2 separate regions of the Mus musculus genome follow, and region 2 is linked to region 1. The links are chromatin contacts, called in public HiCAR-type maps. All regions are on one chromosome and are shown on one strand. Each heading gives the region's core, a stretch centred on a gene start, on an enhancer-like site or on the middle of the called end of the contact. The rest is flanking DNA. Distances are from core to core; before and after follow the strand shown. Region 1 has its middle 80 kb from the start of Tiam1. Region 2 has its middle 21 kb from the start of Gm10789.

Region 1 (7,491 bases), core at 3,596-6,095:
CCCCAAACTACCTGAGATTTCTCCTCCTGACTCCCTGACCAGCAAAGGTAGAAGCAATGGCCTCTGTCTTACTTAGGGTATCCATTATCCTCTTGATAAGAGGACGGCAACTCTTATCAAGGCAAACATTTGATTGGTTGGCTTATGAAGGTCTCAGAGGTTCAGTCCATTATCATCATGGTGAAGAAGCATGAGAACGTGCAGGCAGACATGGTGCTGGAGAAGGATCAGAGAGTTCTACTCCCTGATCTGCAGGTAGCAGAAGACCGTGTGCCACACTGGGCGTGGCTTGAACATAGGAGACCTCAAAGCCCCCCTCCACAGTGACATGCTTCCTCCAACAAAGCCACACTGTACGGACCAAGCATTCATAGTCTGTGGGGGTCATTCCTATTCAAACCACCACAGCCTTCCACAGACTTTCTCGGTGTCTGCCACCGCCCCAACTGCAGAAATAAATCCTGTTTTAATCCCTCGCCAGGCTCTAACTGATGCCTAGCCGAGAATTAAGGAGCACCTGGTGTAGCCTCTATGGCCTGGAGACGTGTTAAGTAGATGTTTATAAGCCACCAAAGGGTATTTGTGATGCAACCACTTCTTCCTTAGATGGGAGGAAACAGCAAGCAATAATTTAAATGTATGCATTAAATATAATAAAAACCAGACGAAGAAAAACCATACCATTGCAACACGCCTGAACGCCCAACGAGCCAGCGAGAGGGCTGCATTACAGTATATCTGTTTTGTTGCTCCCTTTTTTGCCTAATCTTAAATAATTTTCTCTTGACTTTTATAAATACGCTTTTGAGAAATGTTTAAAGTCTCTAAGAATTAGAAAATCATAAGAATTAAATTCTACATTTTATTGTTAAGTCACTCTTGACTCTTTCAGTCTCCCCTTAGACTTTTCAGATATTAACAAAATATTTTTCTCCTACTCTAATGAGAACCCTGTGTTTTCTGTATATTTAAAACAACTGAGTATACATCACTTAGTACTTATGACATCCTCTGGTTACTTTCCAGGAGCAAAGCCACAGGTCTTAGTACCGACTGCTGTTGGGCTTGCCAGCTCCGCTCATTGTACATCCCTGACATAGGACTGGTGGCAATAAGGGTATAGTGACAGCAGCATCCACTGTGACCCTGAGTGACAAGCCCTTTCATTGCTTAGGATGGTAGCCTGTGGTTCCCTTAACCCAAAACACCCTCCTGCCTCCTCCCCATCATCTCCACCTGCAGAGCACACGCTCACCACCTAAGACCCAACTCTCACTTGGCCTCACTCTCTACTACCCAGAACTTCATCCCTGCAGGGTCCCCAATGACTCTCTGACGTACGGGTTACCAAGATATACTGAGTGCATCTCTCTCTGGTTGGAGGTCTTCTGAAAACTTACTTATTGAGCAAGGAGGAAGGATTCAGGCTGCTGGGTCCCGGCCTCAAGTTTCCCACTCAGGGGGTCTGCAATGGGTTCAGAACGCATATCTCCAGCAAGCTGCCAGACGCTGCAGCAGCCACACTGAGAACATACTATATATGAAACTCTCAAAGGGGAGATCTTCACCCCGCCTCCCAGCATCAGAGCACACCCTGAGCTCAGGGCAGACAGAGACAACTGGGTTGTTTTGAAGCTGTTTGTACTTCACCTTCTGAAACCAGTACACAACTCACAAAGGTGCAGACAGCTTACATCCCTAAAGGCACCACAGTAGAATATGCATGCATGTTCTTCTTATCCTTGGTGTAACCAGGGAACCTCAATAAATACAGAATAAAAATGTCATGACCCCGATACCTCCCCCCTTCTCATAAGGAATCGTTATGAAAGCTCTTTGCACGACATGGAAGCCACAAACATTCTCTGTTGCTCCAGGCTGAGGCAGATACACAAAGAAAAGGAAGGAGGAGATGGAGAAGATGTGGCTAGCATTTTATCCCTCCAGAACCACTTCCCCGAATCCACTTTTACCTGCACAAGCAAGGAGCTTTAGAGTGAGCACTGCCTTCCCAGACACACCCTCCGACTAGCCTGTGAGAAAACCTAAAGGAGGGGTGAGAAGCCATTCTACTTGTCTGGGTGGAAGAGCATCTCAGCATGGATGGCTTGAGGGAGGAAGGTGAGAAGCACTCTCTGGGGACAGAGTCGGGACAGAGGTGATACATCGAGGCACACTCATATTCCTGCGACATACTCCCGCCTGACAGCTGAAACACAGTGCATGATGGGATAAGCAGGGGAGGAATTCGGGGTTAAGCCGAGGGAAGCCTTGAATGCTGGTACCTTGGGATCAGATTTTAATTTGTCTCAGTTCCTCCTGTCACTGAGGAGTGACAGCAAGCTGACGGGACCTGTGCAAAGGGGGAAATGGCTCCTCACCTCACTGATCAAGATGCCAGCTGAGGTTTCTGGAGAAACACTCACCACACGCTATCATCTGTAGGGTACAGCTTCACCCAACATTGCATCAGGACATCTCACTCTTCCCTCCTGACTCTCTTCTGCCTGCATCCTTAAACAGCACAGGGTAGGTAAAAACCAACAGAAGCAGTGGCTGCTGGACAAACTGCCACACGGCCAACAAGTCTTTCACACTTGGCCATGGCCTCGACAAGACAAGAAAGCCTCCATCAGGAAGGACACCGTCACGTGCAGTTATGTGTCTCGTTAGAGGCTTCTACATAAGAACTAGATTCACTTTTGCTCTTTAAAATCAAAACTTCTACAGTGCGCCGTAATCCCACATTAACATCGGAGCGAGCCGTAATCCCACATTAACATCGGAGCGATTAGACGTGCAGACTGAGTGTGAGATGGAAAACAAATGTGTCCGTTTCCCCGCTGCAAACACAACCTCTGAAAATAGACCGCGCCTGTGGATTGCTGTAGCTGCTGCAATCGTGTTTGACAGGTTACAGCCCGTTCTTGCTAGTAGAGGACGTGGCGAGGCACATCAGGCTGGGACAAACCAAGCTGGTCCTTTAGAACAGTTTCTCAGAACAAAAGGGGCAGCAAGCAAGCAAATAATAAATAATAAATAATAAATAAATAAATAAATAAATAAATAAATAGAGAGGGAGCTGATCCCCTGACAACTGAGAAGAGAGACTTCAATTATGCTTTAAGACGAAGGTGATAATTGATTTGTATTCTGAACCGGCAGATGTGGTGACTGATCAAAGAGTACCGGGTACAGTTCTATTCCTCAGATGTGAAATCGCCAGGTAAGTGAAGCTTTGGGTTTCTAACTGTCCACAGCTTTTTAATTCTTCTTACAATTTTTAACATGAACGGTGCTCTATAAAATATTCCATCAAGTGTCCATATTCAGCCAAGATGAATAAGGGTCAGACACACAGTCCTACAGGAGAGATTACCACTGGACATGATCTAGACCAGAATTCCTTTCAGCCACCAAACAACCTGTAGCACAGTGGTCCCCAGCAGACTGGAGACAAAGGAGCAAAATAAGCCTGCAACTGAGCCAGTATCCTCACAGCCAAGCCTTGGGGCTGAGAGGGGAGAAGAGACACCCGGGCAGAATGCTGCTGTGGTCCAGAGTCACATAGTTGGAACTGAAATCAATGGCTCCCTACCCTGTATTTGACAGCGAGAGTCTGAAGAGAGTTCCAAGCATGGCTGCCTATTTGATGCCAAATGGAAACTCTTGGAATTCAATGATCCACTGATGAATCTGATTTCCTTGGTTGGTTTTTTGTTTGTTTGTTTGTTTGGTTGGTTGGTTGGTTGGTTGGTTTGTAGTAGTTATTGTTGTTGTTGTTTCTTTGTTTGGTCTTTTTCATATAGGGTCTCACTATGTAGCTCTGGCTGTCCTAGAACTCACACTATAGACTAGGCTGGCCTTGAACTTGAAGAGTTATGCCTCTCTAAGCACTGGGACTAAAGGCACACACCCACCATGCCTGGTTCCTCGATTCTTAAGTAGTTAGTGCTCACGGAACTACAGCAGTGGTTCACCCAGTGACAGTCTGGGGTATCCTCCCCACAGCACCAGCATCGTGGGGACAGGCTCCAGCTGCAAGGACTCTCCAGAAGGACTGCTGTGACTTCTGAGTGACAGCTTGCCCTTCCTGACTCTATATCCGTGTCCCAGGGAGGAGAGCTTCCCTGACAAGGGGAGCCTGGCCTGGCACACAGTAATCACTCGGTGAAGAACCACTGAAGTAATTACATATATTCCTCACATTATACTGTGGTTACATCCTGCTAAGCCACATACCTTCAAAATATCCCAGGCAGCCAGATGGCTCTTCAGGTAAAGGTATTTGCTGCCCAACATGATGACCTCAGTTCAGTCCCTGAGACCCCCACAGTGGAAGGAGAAAACTGGATCCCACCAATTGTTCTTTGACCAAATCCACTGTAGCAGGTGCTTAAGCACGCATGGGCTCACATGTGCACACACAAAATAAATAAAACGTTTAAAATGCAATAAGTCGAAAACATAATAAGTTAAAAATGCACTTGATTTCCCCCATCTACCAGATAGTGTTGCTTAGCAACACAGCACGCTGCAGAGTACCAGCTGTTTCCTCTCGTGACTGCGGGCCTAATTGGGAACTACAGCTCACTGCTGCTAGTCGGAATCAAGAGAGAAATTCAGATGGTGCATTGCCAGCTCAGGAAAAGAAACAGATTCAAAACTCCAAGTGTCATTCCTACTGGATTTCTATTGTGTGTTCATTATCATCAAGAAATGAATGAATGAATTAATGAATGAATGAACGAATGAACGAACGAACGAACGGAATACTGTAAGTGCAGACCCATCAAAAGTTATGTCCATTTATACTTGGTAAATGGATCAAGTGTCCTGGCTAACAGAGCCAGCCAGCATGAATCTTCTTTTCCGAAGCCACTCCTCATATTTAGGTCAGGCCGGAGCAGACCAAGAAGAGGTGCTTTAGCAACAACGTCCTTCATAGAGAATGACCCCCCCCCCCAGGGTCCCAAGAACATGGAGATGAGGCTCCTCCCTCCAGTGTCAGGCCAGAGCGCAGAGGAATAGCTCCACAATAGCAATGTCTATCTCTGGTTGAGAAACTCTGGTCTAGATTGCTCACTTCCTTTATAAGAGGACAAAATGCTGTCAAGAAAAATGAATTTCGAGCCCATATGCTAACTCACCTGATACCATGTCCCAGAGAAAGCGCTGTGCTGCGGTCTGCCGAGACTTCGAGAAGGGTAACTACTACAACAGTCAGGCTTGAGAGAGCAGAGGGGAAGGCCTGAGTCAGGCCAGCTTTGCAAGGAAGAGAGGTTTCAGGCTGGCTCAGCGGTCACACACTTACCTACCATATGTCGGGCCCTGAGTTTAATCTGGATGCACACCAATAAAAGGAAGAACAGAAATTAGAAAAAGAGTTGTTCATCTCACAGTTCTAGTGGTTTGAAGACCAAGATATGACAGCTCCATTGGTTTGGTCCCTGATAATCACAGCAGAACTCTGACGTGAGGAAGTAACCACAAGTGTATATACATACATACATACATAATTCACAGGTATGCCCCAGTCAACCCATAAGACCACCTATGGCTTACATGTTCCACATCACCTCCCAAGACTGCCAATGTGGGACCAAGTTCTCACTGCATGAACCTCTGTAGAACAGATACCTGCCCAAGTCATGTGCTGTCTCCATTAACTCCTAAGAAACACCTGGACGGGAAAAAGGGCATTGACAAGATGACCAAACACAGATCTGGCCTCAGTGATACCCAACACCATCTTCCCTTGACCCCGGAAGGAGTACCACAAACTTCCAAAGCACTCAGTAATTTACAACACATCCCACTGGTGCTATCCTGAGAGCAGATCCCCAAGAGACACTGCAGTTGGCAAGTCATTGGTATGCATAAGTGCCCTGTCTTATCTTCGCGCAAAAAAAAAAAAAAAAACACCATCAAAGGGAACCGAGAAGGAGAGCTGACTTCACCCACATCCTCACAAAGCTGGCAGCACAGCGTGCTAACCCAGACGACATCATCATCACGACGGACGCAAGAGAGGAGCCCACTTCTCTAAGACATGCAGTCCATGTGTAAGGAGAGAGCAGGGTGTCTCTCTCCCTGAAGTACTTGTCCAAGAAAGCAATGGCTAAAGCAGAACCAAGTGGACCCCGGGTGGGGTAAGATCTCACCACTCAGACTGTCTCCAGGGACTTGACCCCTTGTAACTACCTGCGTTCTCCATGCCTCAGTTTCCCTCACTGGGTAAAAAGGAGACAAAACAGAAGTCACACCTCCTAACATCATTAAGAGGAAGAAATGAGAGGGTAACAGAAACTCACGCCCAGTATTTACGACCCGCCATTACTTAGCATTGGAGCCATGTTCAGTGTAGCATCCACCAGCCTGTGCTGTATTTTTCAGTAGCTTAGCAACAGGCAGTGTTGAGTCAGAAGCGTAAGGAAAGTCTCAGGCAAAGGCTCTGTATTCACAATCCAGTATCGTTTCCCCTTTACCTGCAATCTGCTCAAACCCTATCTAAGTCCCAACTGTTCTAAGCCCCCATGGAAACAAGGAAGCCTGATGAGCCACTCGCCGGCCCCTCCCTCACCACCCCACGTCACATACCGCTGCTCTCTGCCTCTCCGCTCCATGTGTGACATACAGCCCCATTCTGGAAACCAAATAATCCCAATCCCTGCTCTAAAAGTAAACCGCGGCCCCGTGAGACAGCTCAGTGAGCTGAGGTCCTTGCTCAAAGGCTGATGAACATCTTTCTATGTTTCAGCCCCAAATCCCATGGCATCAAAGAACCAGGGCCATAGAATTGACCTCTGACCTACACACACACACACACACACACACACACACACACACACGAGGCATGCATGCATCCACGAATGCTCACACAATCAATCAACGAAAGTTAAGAAGGGAATAAAACAAGCCGGGCTTGGTGGCAAGCACCTTTAAGCCTCGCCCTCAGGAGGCACAGGTGGGCAGATCTCTGTATTCACGGATAGCCTGGGCTACAGAGCAAGTTCCAGGACAGCCAGGGCTATAGAGAAACCCTATTTTGTTGTTGTTGTTGTTTGTTTGTTTGAGACAGGGTTTCTCTGTATAGCCCTGGCTGTCCTGCAACTCACTTTGTAGACCAGGCTGGCCTCGAGCTCAAAAATCTACCTGCCTCTGCCTCCCGAGTGCTAGGATTAAAGGCGTGTGCCACCACGCCCGCCGAGAAACCCTATCTTGAGGAGGGGAAAAAAAACAAAACAAAACAAAAACCCAAAGTCTGTAACAGATGCCATCAGAGCTGCCCTGCTCCCAGATCAACGATGCTAACCAGGACCTGAAGCGAAGCCTTATGTGTTGTCAGTAGCTTACAAGAGACAAGTGAGCTTGACAGCTCTCCACTGTGGCCACGACTAGGGAAGGAGACGCTGGTGTTTCCTGTGCTTGGCATTCTAGTCCCAGGAGCCTCACAGAGCACCGAGGGGAGCAGAGTGAGGCCATCAAGAT
Region 2 (7,491 bases), core at 3,401-5,900, 81 kb after region 1:
ATCCCAGCATCACAGGTCTGTGCCAGCACACCCAGGTTGCCCAGTGCTGAAAACTGAATTTTTAGGTGCCCATAAGCACTCCACCAACTGAGCCCCAACCCCAGTCCAAAGTCTACTCATTTGCCTCAACTCTGCCATCTTCTTTAATATGAAAGCTTCAGGCTAAAATTCTTCTTTAAATTGTGTAGGTGTGTGCGTGTGTGTCTGTCTGTCTGTCTGTGGTATATGCAGACTACTTCGGGTGCCTGCAGAGGCCTGAGAGTCACCTAGAGCAGGAGTCACAGACAGTTGTCACCTGCCTGATGTGACTGGGTCCTGGCAACCAAGTCCAGATCCTCCGCCACAGCAGCAAGTGCTCTTAACAGCTGGGCCGTCTCCATGGCTTGCTGTCCTAAAATCATTAGGGAAGGTGGCTTTCTACTTTTTGGTCAGGTAGCTGCAACTTCTTGAAGGGTTGACAAAGTACCAACTAGTAAGTGTTATTCAAATTCAATAAGGTTTCTCTAGTTTTTCCTAACAATCCTATTTTTCCTAATAATCAAATCCTAGAGATCAGGAAAAACCTAAGCTTTTAAACTGTGAGTCAATTACTCAACTTCTCTGAGCTCTGGTTTTGATAGCGTAACTGAGAGAGTAGAATGCACACTGGGCCTTTCTCTAAGGCGTCAAGGTCGCCACCGCGTCCCACCATGAAGTCATTACAGCTTGTCCGCTGTGCAGGAGTCCTTGTCTAGATGGAGCGTCAGACTCATCATCAGTGTGAGTAGCTCGTGAGTTCTCCAAAGGGATGCTTCCTCAACAAATCTGCAACACACTTGAAAGGCCTCCCCCTAGCCCCCTCCCCCCAAAAAAAGATCTTGAAAAACAGTCTGGGCAAATGAGATCACTGGGAACCAATCACATACATTGAACATAGTGATGACCAGAGAGTCTCTTTTAATTTCACCAATTTAAATAACAAATCAAGAGTGTGTTTTTCCCATGCTGGTAACATGTCCAAGAATCTCACGATGGCCAGTTTTTAGTCACAACCACCAATTCTATCATTTGTCTTTGGTCTGGGTTTGGGTTGTTTGTTTGTTCTGTTTGGGCTTTGAGACGGTTGCACACAGCTAACACTGGCCTTGAACTCAATGGGACGAGGAAGATGCTGGCTTTCTGACTCTTCTACTCACACCTCCTGCGTGCTGGAATGGCAGGCCTTTGCCACCCACAGCTAAATTAATTGTTTTAAATTTAGAAGAGTCATGCTTCAGCTCCCAGCTGTAAAATGAGTTTCGGCACAATCTGAAGGGACGGTCATCACGAAAAGCCTTAGATATCACTGTCACTGTCCCCAACACTGCTGTGTTCTGTTGTATTGTGTTGTGTTGTACTATACCGTGTTGTGCTTCACTTTGTTGGGAAATGGGGTTGACTGATTGGTTGTGAGTCTAGGTAGGGTTTTTGGTTGGGGAGTTTGTTTTTTTTTTTTTTTTAAGTTTTTAAATGTTCTCCCCATTACATCTGTGTACTCATTTGTTTGTTTGTTCCCACACATGTGTACCTGTGTGGGCACACACAGACCCCAGCAACTGTGTGGAAGTCAGAACACGGCTTGCGAGAGCTGCTTCTCTCTACCACACTCAGGAATCAAGCTCAGACACCAGCTTGACAGCAAGGGCCCTCACCTGCCTTTGCTTGCTGAGCCATCGCGCTAGACGTTATTTTGTTCAGGTTTTGAAATAGAATTGCACTCTGTGGCCCACATGGGCCTTGAACTCATGACCAACCTCCTGCTTCTGCCTCCCAAGTGCCAGGACCACATACAGGAGGCCCTATTCCCGCTCCAACAATGTTTTAACTCCTTTGCAAACCAAGATTTCTACCTGCAAAGCCAGATCAATCCAACCTAATATAAGTTGTATTTATCTTTCTCTTTACAAATGGCATCAAAGAGCAGAGCTATAGCAGTAAGACAGAGAAAGAACAGCCTGAACCTTGGCGATTCTCAGTAAAAATAGCCTGACATGAACAGCTGACTAGTTCAGTGCTGTCACAAGAAAAACCCCAAGTGTGCACGCACAGAGAGGGCTGAGAGACTGGACAGACACCCTAACGTAAGCCGCAGCCATCGCCAGCTAAGAGTAAGTCGTCTGAACCGCTGGGGAGGACTTACTGGGGAGGACTTACCACCTCAGAGCAACAGCACAGGACATGGCGGTCCTGAGCACACTGCTCGGTGCACCTAGGCTCCAGCTGACATCCACCACTGTTAGATGATCTTACCCCTCTGTCTTTCTCTGCCATCAGCTTGTTCATTGATAAAGTGGAGATTAACCACGCAGTCTCAGCCTACTCTACAGCCATCATAATCCCCCAAACCAACCAATCGATCAATCAATCAACCAATCAATCAATGTATGTTGAATCCAGTGCCTACTAGCAAAGCCCAGAAGCAGGACCCAACAGTATGTTTCCTTGCTCGATGACAAGTCTTTGCAGCAGGGAGGACTTTAATTCTGAGAACTTTGGAGAAGGGGGAAACAGACAATCAGGACCAATCAGAGTCTACCAATACAGAAAGCAGAAAGGCTAGCACTCTGTGACAATTGGGCGCCCACGTGTTAGCAGCCATTCTATCGTGGATGCGTCTTTAGCTGGCCCATCAGAGGAAACGTCCAGAATCACACACGTGGGAGTCACTTACCCCTTCCCATGTTCAGTGAGGAACCCTGCTCTGGAAATCTGACATTGGAAATATTCCCCAGGGGGAGATGGCTTAGCAGTTAATGTTCTTGCAGAGGTCCCCAGAACCCACAGCTCTCACAACTTCTACTAACTCCAGCTCCAGGGAATCTGGTGCCCTCTAGTGGCCTCCATGGGTAACTGCAGTCCCATACGCATATACCCCACATAGACACACCTGTACACACTTAATTCAAAATAAGAATAAATATTTTTTTAAATACCTTATGCTGAGGAGGAATGTGAAAATAATGTAATTATATTTTAGTTGAAATTTTAAACTTTAAATATATATATTTGGATGGCTATAAATCTCTAAAACTTTGTGAGCATGCATTTCAGAGATCTCCCTTTTGGGGAGTAGGGAAGCTGCACTGGAAACAGCTATGCAGCTATTCCAAACCCTAATGCACTGGATGGTTTTATGTCAACTTGAAACAAGCTAGAGTCATCTGAAAGGAGGGACTCTCAATGATCAAATGCCTCCATGAGATCCGGCTGTAGGGCATTTGCCACATTGATGGGGGAGGGCCCAGCCCATGGTAGGTGGAGCCATCCCTGGGCTGGTGGTCCTGGGTTGTATAAGAAAGTAGGCTGAGCAAGCCAGGGAAAGCAAGCCAGTGAGCAGCATCCCCCCATGGCCTCTGCATCAGCTCCTGCCTCCATCCAGGTCCTGCCCTGTTTTGAGTCCTGTCCTGACTTTCTTCAGTGATGAACAGCTATGTGGAAGTGTAAGCCGAATAAACCCTTTCCTCCCCAAGTTGCTTTGGTCATGGTGTTTCATCACAAAACTCCAAAATCCCACTTCTGTGCTGAGGCGATTAAAACTGAGGCTAAACAACTCCTGAAGTAACGCACACTTATGTTATCTACTGTGATGGAGATGAAGATTAATACGATGCATATGAGCTACCTCAGACCTAGCCGGCGCTTCTCCCAGTACCCTGGTGCACTAAGCTTGGAGAGGACTCAAGGGTTTTAAGCATTTACCCCTTAGGCAAGGCGCTCCCAGAGAGAAAGGACGAAGCTAAATCTTCCAGGTAGGAGTGACCTGAACCCTCCCTATCCCGGCCTGTCAGTCATCAGAGTCCAAGACAGAAAGGCGACCACAGACGTTGCCACGGCAACACTGGACCCTCCCATCCTTAGTCTCCATCCTCCCCAGCTACTGAACTTCACCCAAGGTCAAACCATTGCCCAAAGAAAGTCCTCTGGAATAACAGAATCAGAGAGGGCGTCACGTCTGTCATGCCCAATGGTCAGACTGGCTGTTGTCCAGATGAACATCACAGGATGGACGTACTGAAGACAAGGGTGCTCAGAGTAGGGATCCAAGCCCCAACCACACAAGGATGTAAAGGAGACCTCAGCATCGACCTCAGCATCAGCAGTCAGGTCAGAAAGGGAAATGCATTGGGGGGGAGGGAGCCAAGCTGCTCACCTCTGCTCAAAATATCCACTCAGCATGCCCTTAGGAAACAGACTTGACATCCATCAGTAACAGCGATGGTGGGAAGCAGAGAGACAATGAGGGGCTCCATCCTCGAAGGGCTAAGTAGAGAAACCGTACACAGAAGGAACAATCTGAGGTCAACAGTGATCTGCTTGGCAGACAGACAGACAGACAGACAGACAGACACACACACACACACACACACATACACACACACACACACACACACACACACACACACACACGGCTATCTCTCAGGCACAGCTTCTTCTTCAGAATTTCCTTTCGGGGAATTTAAGACCTTGTGGGTCAGGGCTACAAGCCCAGTCCAGGTCCAGGAGGAAAAATCAAGGACACAAATCAGGTCACGCTTCTCCTCCCTAAAATAGATCCTCTGCAAACACCACACCAAAGTCACCGCAACACGGCCGCATGGTGGACAGGCGTCTGGAAATTCAACAGCCCAAAACCTAGTGTCACCTTCCCTCCGCCTCCTGGGGACATTGCCAACTCCTGTCCCTTCCTCTCAGGGCCACCTAGGTATTGACGTGTGTGCAAAATGCTGCTCTCACAGAGGGGATTCCACCCTGCTCTAGCCGGGCGGGGGACATCTCCCGTGGATAGCCAGCATTTACGGGCTGACCTCTTTGCTTCGGTCCTTGATTATTGTAGCCATTATAAACCCACGCTGAGTTTGATTACCACCCAGGCTACACAGCAAGACCCTGTGTCCAAAAAGAAAGAAAGAAAAAAGGCAAAAATCAAAGCTTATGTACTAGGAACTACTGCCAACATTGCCTCAAGGGGCAACCACACCTGGCACCATCTCCCAGGGACCCAGAACTACATGCAGCTGCTTTACAGACAAACTGAGGCTGAGAAATTAAGCATCGTGGGTGGCATGGTCATCAGCTCTAACCCCAAAATGTCCCTTTCTTCACTGGAGGCTGCCTTGTCTCCCATCAGGAGAGTGTGGTTTTTCAGACTAACAAAGGAAAGCACTGGGTACTCAGACCTGCCCCGTGGCTATCAAGTTTCTAACACTACAGAGCCACAAACCATGGTGCAACCCAACAAACCAACCACAGGAGCCTCCTGGGGAACAGACACCTGGACAACAAGCCCCTTCTAGTTCATGTCGAGCAGCCAGCTGTTTCCGCCAGCTGTTCGGCCACATTGCTGTCCCCAGAACAGACCTCCAGGCCCTGGGCCTCTGCCTGGAAATACACAGACGGGAGGAGGCCACCTTTTCTGGTCACCTGGAGGTCCGTCCGAGCCTCACATGCGCAGGCTACGGTCAGGCTGGCCCTGCTCCTGAGTAAGTAATACAAGAGCTGAAATGATAAAAACAATCTCTACTGATTACCAAAAACAAGAAGCAGCTTCGCTGCTCTGGCCCCGCCCTGATTTGCACTCAGGGCAGCAACCCTGGCCAGCTCCTCTCCAGAGGGCGGCTGTGCTTTTCCCAGCAGGTAGAGTACCACCCCCCCCCCCCCAGAGCCTCGTGTTCCTCCCGCTCTTTACCCTTTCCCAGCATCCTCTCTGTGTTCTGTGCGCCCAGAGCATCACCACACCTCCATGTTCACTGCCACCTACAGACTTCATTAGCAGACTGTTTACTGCCCTCTTCCCTGTTTGGAAGAGCTTAAGTAGAACCAGGCCTTCACCAAGCCTGGGGGATCCCCACCCCGTCCTGCTGCCCAGTCAACTCCCTCACCAGTAGAAAAGACAGTTCACACAGCTCCTCTCCTACACATCTAAGGCTGGCCCTGGGCCATGGAACGATTGTGCTGAGAGCCAGCCCTGGGAGCCAGCACAAGGCACTGTGCGGGGCTCCAACGTCCTGCACCCTGACTTAGAGGAGACAGAAATGGGTGAATAAAAAGTAACAAGACACACACTAGGCTAAGACCTTCTGAGTGGAAGAAAGAAGCTGAATGCTTGTCAGGACTTCTCCGCGGAATCCGGATCTCAAAAGAAATAAAGGCGGGGAGGGGGACTGGAGAGATGAGATGGCTCAGCGGTTTAAGAGCACTGACTGCTCTTCCAGAGGTCCTGAGTTCAAATCCCAGCAACCACATGGTGGCTCACAACCATCTGTAATGGGATCTGATGCCCTCTTCTGGTGTGTCTGAAGACAGCTACAGTGTACTTACATACATAAAATAAATAATTCTTTAAAAAAAAATAAAAGGGGGGAGAAAATGAAAGGGGAGACACACACACACACACACAGGACAAACTAGGCAAGAGGGAGGAAGGGAGCAGGCTTTCAGAGAAAGTGATCTACTGTCTTATCAACTACTAATTGAATCACTTAAATATACTAAATATCCATGTCCAACAGTCTAGGAGTTAAGAAATAGTGGAGAGACGGCTCAGGCAGTAAAGTGCTTGCCATGCACGCATGGCGCCCCAGCTCAGGTCCCCAGCATGAAGGTCAGTGTGGCAGCTTGTGACTATCACTGTAGCACTGCAGAGGGAGAGACGAGAGGGTCCCTGGAGCAGCCAGCCGAGCCAATCACTGAGCTCCCACATTCAGTGAGAGACCCAGCCCGGAGTGGTGGCGCACGCCTTTAATCCCAGCACTCTGGAGGCAGAGGCAAGCGGATTTTTGAGTTCGAGGCCAGCCTGGTCTACAAAGTGAGCTCCAGGACAGCCAGGGCTATACAGTTATACAGAGAAACCCTGTCTGGAAAAAAACCAAAAAAAAAAAACCCATGAGAGACCCTACCTCAAAAAAGGAGGCTGAGGGCTGGTGAGATGGCTCAGTGGGTAAGAGCACCCGACTGCTCTTCCGAAGGTCCTAAGTTCAAATCCCAGCAACCACATGGTGGCTCACAACCACCCATAATGAGATCTGATGCCCCTGAAGACAGCTACAGTGTACTTACATATAATAAATAAATAAATAAATCTTTTTAAAAAAAAAAGGAGGCTGAGGAAGACAGCTAACTCAACATGCAGCCTCACATGCTAGCAAACATATTTGCATGCACATCTTCATACACACAAGCCAATATGTAGTGTACATACAGACACACACACAACCTGTCATCACAAGGATCTGAGCTTCTATGAAGGAAACGAACCAGCAGCCCAAAGGGAAGAAAACAAAGGGAAGCCCAGCAGCAAGGCAGCTGCATCTAATAGGAAACTAAGTTCCCAGGATTAAGGCTCTGCCTCTCTCTAACAAAACTGGAGAAATGTCCACAGCAGGCACTTCTGAAACCTAATTTATTCCCACTTGGTCAAACCTGCAGCCCATGATGAGTCCTGATTGCTCCAAGAGTTCTGGAAGGGTAACTGTT

Evidence for each region. HiCAR-type assays count read pairs that join an accessible place to other places.
Region 2: a contact with region 1 is called in a HiCAR-type map of PVALB interneurons, with 2.8 times the contacts expected there. The contact joins two enhancer-like sites. A contact is called at or near these places in 15 of 484 Hi-C or Micro-C datasets (8-cell embryo, ECoMG-derived neutrophils, the HPC-7 cell line and 7 more) and 7 of 115 datasets of contacts at active chromatin or transcription factors (the HPC-7 cell line, PVALB interneurons, bone marrow-derived macrophages and 3 more).

The regions. Positions count from the first base shown.
Region 1 is chr16:90,036,621-90,044,111 of GRCm38.p6, forward strand. It overlaps a transcript of Tiam1 not described here. Among named protein-coding and RNA genes, the nearest start is that of Tiam1, 80 kb to the left of the region's middle. Within about 2 kb of position 4,846, at least 44 of the 459 cell types and tissues checked have an H3K27ac peak or open chromatin away from gene starts, as enhancers often do. A contact at or near this core is called in PVALB interneurons, where this site is marked.
Region 2 is chr16:90,117,346-90,124,836 of GRCm38.p6, forward strand. It overlaps a transcript of Tiam1 not described here. Among named protein-coding and RNA genes, the nearest start is that of Gm10789, 21 kb to the right of the region's middle. Within about 2 kb of position 4,651, at least 28 of the 459 cell types and tissues checked have an H3K27ac peak or open chromatin away from gene starts, as enhancers often do. A contact at or near this core is called in PVALB interneurons, where this site is marked.